2 separate regions of the Sus scrofa genome follow, and region 2 is linked to region 1. Evidence: chromatin contacts called from public Hi-C data. All regions are on one chromosome and are shown on one strand. The core of a region is the stretch at or near the end of the contact, and the rest is flanking DNA. Distances in the headings are between cores, read along the strand shown.

Region 1 (3,153 bases), core at 414-2,913:
ATGTGGGTTCAATCCCTGGCCTAACTCACTGGGTTAAGGATTCAGTGTTGCTGTGAGCTGTGGTGTAGGTCGCAGATGAAGCTCAGATATGGCGTTGCTGTGGCTGTGGTGTAGGCCAGCAGCTGTAGCTCCGATGAGACCCCCTAGCCTAGGAACCTCCATATGCTGCAGGTGCAGCTCTAAAAGGAAAAAAAGGAAAGGAGGGAGAATGGTTGAAGGGGCCACTTGACTGCTTGATCATTTTGAATCAGGAAAGCTCTTCCATCGCTTCTCGGCCTTTTGGCTAAGATCAAGTGTAGGAAAGCTCTTCCCAAACAAGGAAGACTAGCTTTGGTTTCTTCAGCTGTAAAATGGAAATAATTTTCTCTCCACAGTTCTCGCAGAATTCAATAACTGAGCTTTATTGCTATTAATAACTTTTTTTTGTCTTTTTAGGGTCGCATCCACCACCATGCAACATACGGAGATTTTAGGGCCTAACCCACACCCGTGGCAAATGGAGTTTCCCAGGCTAGGGACTGAATCATGGCTGTAGCTGCTGGCCTACGCCACAGCCACAGTAACACAGGATCTGAGCCTCGTCTGTGACCTACACCACAGCTCAGAGCAACGCTGCATCCTTAACCCACTGATCAAGGCCAGGGATCAAACCTGCATCCTCATGGATTCTAGTCAGATTCATTTCCACTGAGCCATGATGGGAACTCCTGTTATTAATAACTTTAAATTTTTTAAAAGGTAAATGAATTAGAAAACTATATATAGAACTACCATATGACCCAGCAATCCAACTCTTGGGCACATATCCAGAGAAAACTGTCCTTGAAAAAGATACATGCGCCCATATGTTCATTGCAGCACTATTTGCAATAGCCAAGACTTGGAAACAACCTAGATGTCCATCGACAGATATGGATTAAGAAGATGTGGTATATATACACAATGGAATACTACTCGGCCATAAAAAAGAACAAAATAATGCCATTTGCAGCAACATGGATGGAACTAGAGACTCTCATACCAAGTGAAATAAGTCAGAAAGAGAAAGACACATACTCTACAATATCCCTTGTATCTGGAATCTAATATATGGCACAAATGAAAGTTTCCACAGAAAAGAAAATCATGGACATGGAGAACAGACTGGGGTTACCAAGGGGGAGGGGGAGGGAGTGGAATGTACTGGGAACTTGGAGTTAATAGATGCAATCTATTGCCTTTGGAATGGATAAGCAATGAGATTCTGCTGTACAGCACTGGGAACTATATCTAGTCACTTATGATGGAGCATGATAATGTGAGAAAAAAGAATGTATACATGTATGTGTGACTGGGTCACCTCGTTGTACAGTAGAAAATTGACATAACACTATAAACCAGCTATAATGGAAAAAATAAAAATCATTAATTAAAAAAAGAAGATAAATGAGTTCTTGCTGTGGTGTTGCTGGTTAAGGACCTGGACTTGCTACAGCTGTGACATTGGTCACAGCAGCGGCTGGGATTTGATACCTGACCGGGGAAACTTCCATACGCCACCCGCGGGGCCAAAAAAAAATGGTTAGAACTGCGCCTCTACTCAACTACCTAGTACCAGAGCCCAGCCTCTAATAAGCCAGCGCCTCTACCTCTGTCCACAGGGCGGCACTGTGGGCGCAGCGGCCGGGCTGCTCTAGGCGGCAGAACCGGAAGTCTCGTTCTCCCCACCTTCCGGTCTTTGGCCCAGGCTTGGGCTGCGTGGGGAAGGTTTTAGCTATGCCTACCGGAGACTTTGAGTGAGTATGAGGTCGTGGAGGGGGGCTTGGGAGGCAGATTGGGGGTCCTAGGGCGTATTATGGGGCTCGGGTGCCCCGAGGCCGTGGGATCCGGGCCTCGTCTCACCCAGCCTTCCCCCGCGGCAAACTTGTCCCCGCAGTTCGAAGCCCAGTTGGGCCGACCAGGTGGAGGAGGAGGGAGAGGACGGTGAGTTTGCCCTGTTGCCCAGGATCACCGCAGCCAGCCCCCAGCCCGTCACTGCCGCCTGCTCCAACCCCACCACCCCGACCCTGGCGCCGTTGTCTGACCCAGAATCTCCCTTCACGGCCAGCCCCTGCCCCGCGCCATCCTCATCAGGCCAGCCTGTATCTCCCATTACAGTTGTTCACCGGCCAGTCCCTCTTCCTCCCATGCCACCGTCAAAGTCCTTGGTACCAGCCTAGCTGCTCCCCTGCTCCGGGGAGGAAGTTGTCACAGCCTCTCTCCTGTCTTTGTACTAGCACGGGGATGCCTTTGGCCCGCCCCTGCCTTCATGCCTGGGATCCTCTATGCCGGGCATTGCTGGAAGTCACTACAGTCAGCTCCATGTCCCTGCACGACTCTCCCAGGACACTTCCTGGCTAGTCCCCTACCCTTGGTCCCACCTTTCTTAGCTCCCGGGAGGGGCATCATCCCAAAGGTCCCTCCATTTCAGCTTGGGAGCTCCCCCACCCCCCAGCTGACCCCAGCTCCCCACACTCCCTCTCACAGACAAATGTGTCACCAGCGAGCTCCTCAAGGGAATCCCTCTGGCCACCGGGGATACCAGCCCGGAGCCTGAACTACTACCGGGAGGTGAGTGACAACCTCCCCGCCATCCCTGGGTTGCCTCTTCCCCTGCAGAGTTCCTGCCTGGTCCCCAGTACCCAGGGCTCAGTTCCTCTGTCTCTCCCCCTCTCCCAGCTCCACTGCCACCTCCCAAGGAGGTCATCAATGGAAACATCAAGACAGTGACCGAGTACAAGATAGATGAGGACGGCAAGAAATTCAAGGTGAAGGTTGGGGGAGGAGGTAGATGCCCTTTGCTTGGGGGCTCTTGGACTAGGAGAAAGTGGTGTGTGCTGGGTGGGTTGATGAGGAAGATACCCTGGCCCAGGCCCTCGGAACCTTAAGGAGCAGGAAGCTCAAATTTCTCCCCTCTCCTACCCACAGATTGTCCGCACCTTCAGAATTGAGACTCGGAAGGCCTCAAAGGCTGTGGCAAGGAGGAAGGTAAGACCCTCCTCATCCTGTCTTGGGGCCTCCCCCAGGGCTGACTCAGAGAAAATAAGAATCCTTTTCCCCAGTGCCTGTATTTATTTGGCTATGCCCGGGGCATATGGAAGTTCCCGGTTTACGGGTTGAATCAGAGCTGCAGCT
Region 2 (3,036 bases), core at 193-2,692, 93 kb before region 1:
AACCATGAGATTGCGGGTTTGATCCCTGGCCTTGCTTAGTGGGTTAAGGATCTGGCATTGCCGTGAGCTGTGGTGTAGGTCACAGACATGGCTCAGATCTGGTGTTGCTGTGGCTGTGGCATAGGCCGGCAGCTACAGCTCCGATTAGACCCCTAGCCTGGGAACTTCCATATGCCGCAGGTGCGGCCCTCAAAAGACAAAAGACAGAAGAAAAAAGATCAAATGGGGTGATGAAGAAAAGGCAAAACTTTGGGAACAGTAAATAGATCAGTGGTGGCCAGTGATTAAGGGGGCGGGGGGTGGGGTGGGGAGATGAATAGAGCTTCTCATTTTTTTAAGTTGCCAGGCCAGGAATCAAACCCAAGCCACGGCAGTGACCACATTGAATCCTTAACCACTAGACCACCATGGAACTCTACAAAGGCTTTTCTGTTTGTTTGTTTTTGCTTTTTTGCTTTTTAGAGCTGTACCTGTGGCATGTGGAGGTTCCCAGGCTAGGGGTCAATTCCAAGCTACAGCTGCTGTCCTGCACCACAGCCACAGCCACATGGGATTCGAGCCGAGTCTGCCAATTACAGCACAGCTCACGGCAACACCAGATCCTTAACCCAGTGAGCGAGGCCAGGGATAGAACCTGTATCCTCATGAATCCTAGTTGGATTCATTAACTGCCGAGCCACAAAGGGAACTCCTCTGAAGCCTTTTTAGAGCAGTGCAGCTATTCTGCAGGACACCATAATGGTGGGTACACGTCCTTATACATTTGTCCAAACCCACAGCATGTACAATATAGAGAGTGAACCCTAATGTAAACCAGGAACTTGGGGTGGTAATGATGTGTCTGCGTAAGTTCCTTAGTGGTAACAGACATGCCACTTTGGTGGGGGATGTTAACAGTGACAGTGGGGGAGGCTATGCCTGTGAGGAGGTGGGGGGGGATAAGGAACTTCTCTCTACTTTCTGCTCAATTTTGCGGTGAACCTAAAACTGGTCTAAAAAATAGTCTATTTTAAAAAATGGGATGATGATGATTAATAATACCCACCTCCCAGGGCTGTGAGGATTCACGAAGCTGCACCCGGCACGGGTCTGTCTGTGTCGCTGCGCGTTAGCCATTACTGTCAGTGGCCCTGTAATTAGTGGAGGCTGGTCCAAGCCTCTTCCTTTTCTTTTTCTCCTACTTGGGAGCTCCCCAAGAAAAGGGCCCGGTTTCCTTCCTCTTCCACTGTTCTCTCACTCAGGGACCCTCCCCTAGGAGGGCTCAGCTTTCCCCTTGGCCCCTCAGACCCCCAGGGAGTCTCGGCCAGTGTTTCCCAAATCTCCCGCCCGTTACCCTCTGCTGACCTGGCGGAGACCTCACGTTGCTCCAGAAGTGGGAGGTGGAGGGGAGAGGCGGAAGTTGCTTGTGGGTGTTATCTGTGTGTCCCTCGGGACATCACCTTTGTCTAGGAGCCGAGGTCCCCCTAACAGACAGACAGCCGGATATGTCTGCAGCCTCAATATTACCCCCACCCCCAGGTCCCTGAGGGGATGGCAAACTGCTGAGCCAGCCAAGGCAAGATGGGGGGGCCACTTCCTCCCTCAGGTCCTCACAGAGGGCTAAGATTTCCGCTCCGATAGCTCGCGGCGAGGAGAAGACCCAGTTTTTTTTAGTGTTTTGTCCTCTGCGGGTTGAACACCTGGCTTCTAAAGGTTGTACAGTCGCACTTCATTTGGGCAGAGGATTCAGTGAGGTTTGGCTCAGGTCTGAGTGGACCCCAGGATCTGGCCCGGAGCTGAGTGGACAGAAATCTGGCTCAGGAAAAGGAGTGAAGTCACTCTTTGGCTTTTCTTATCTTCCCACCGAAGAACTGTCTCATTTCTTCTGTCTCCTCCTTCAGACTATCAGTTTTAGATGGCAGAAACCAATGAGGCATCACCAGAGCTAGTACAGAACATTATACATGGCATTATATGAATGTGTATGCTGCGTGCATATATGTAGCATTAATATAATAATTCTTTTTTTTGGGGGGCAGAGGGTTCCTAGGCCAGGGATCAGATTCAAGCCACAGTTGTGACCTACCCCGAAGCTGCAGCAATGCTGGATCCTTTATTTAACCCACAGGACAGGGCTGGGAATCGAATCTGCATCCTGGTGCTGCAGGAACGCCACCAATTGCATTGTGCCATGAGGGAAATTCAGTGCTGTATCCTTAATACAATGAGCCATCAGAGAATTCTATAATAATTATTTTTCATTTAATTTTTATTTTATAATATAGTTGATTTACAATGTTAGTTTCAGGTGTACAGCAAAGTGACTCAGTTATACATATACATATATCCATTCTTTCTCTTTTCCTTCTTTTTCTTTTTTTTAATTGAAATTTCTTTTTTTTTTTTTTTTGCTTTTTAGGGCCGTACCTTAGGCATATGGAAGTTCCCAGCTTAGGGGTTGAATCAGAGCTACAGCTGCCGGCCTACACCACAGCCACAGCAACATCAGATCTGAACTGCATCTGTGACTTACACCAGAGCTCACAGCAATGCTGGATCCTTAACCCACTGAGTGAGGCCAGGTATGGAACCCACAACCTCATGGTTCCTAGTCGGATTCATTTCTACTCGCCCCAATGGGAATTCCTATCCGTTCTTTTTCAAATTCTTTTCCCGCATAGGTTACCATAGAATATCAAGTGGAATTCCCTGTGCTATACAGTAAGTCTTAGCTGAAATTTAGTGATTCTTAATATTCATTTCTACATTAATACCAAATATTGGAGTTAATCTGTTAATCCCAAACTCCTAATTTATCCCTCTCCTTACTTTCCCCTTTGATAACCATAAGTTTATTTTTTATGTCTATGGATCTATTTCTGTTTTATAGATAAGTTCATTTTGTATCTTTTTTAGGTTCCACATATAAGCCACAGCAACGCCAGATCCGAGCCACATCTGCAACCTATGACACAGCTTGCCACAATGCCTAATACTTTACCCACTGAGACACTGAGAGAAACCAGGGATTGAATCCACATCCTCATGGATACTAGC

What was found. A called contact is a pair of places that touch in the nucleus more often than the background predicts.
Region 2: a Hi-C map of fetal skeletal muscle shows a contact between it and region 1, with 2.9 times the contacts expected there. The contact joins the promoter of MRPL4 here to the promoter of EIF3G in region 1. A contact is called at or near these places in 2 of 5 promoter capture datasets (fetal skeletal muscle and liver), 21 of 47 Hi-C or Micro-C datasets (alveolar macrophages, blood, embryonic fibroblasts and 14 more) and 2 of 2 datasets of contacts at active chromatin or transcription factors (alveolar macrophages and skeletal muscle).

What each region holds. Positions count from the first base shown.
Region 1 is chr2:68,969,158-68,972,310 of Sscrofa11.1, reverse strand. EIF3G (eukaryotic translation initiation factor 3 subunit G) reads left to right here and starts at 1,663. Exons shown (of 11, transcript XM_021083783.1): 1 at 1,663-1,775; 2 at 1,916-1,962; 3 at 2,506-2,589; 4 at 2,698-2,786; 5 at 2,947-3,006. The coding sequence starts at 1,756.
Region 2 is chr2:69,062,085-69,065,120 of Sscrofa11.1, reverse strand. MRPL4 (39S ribosomal protein L4, mitochondrial) reads right to left here and starts at 1,442. Exons shown (of 11, transcript XM_005654855.3): 1 at 1,345-1,442.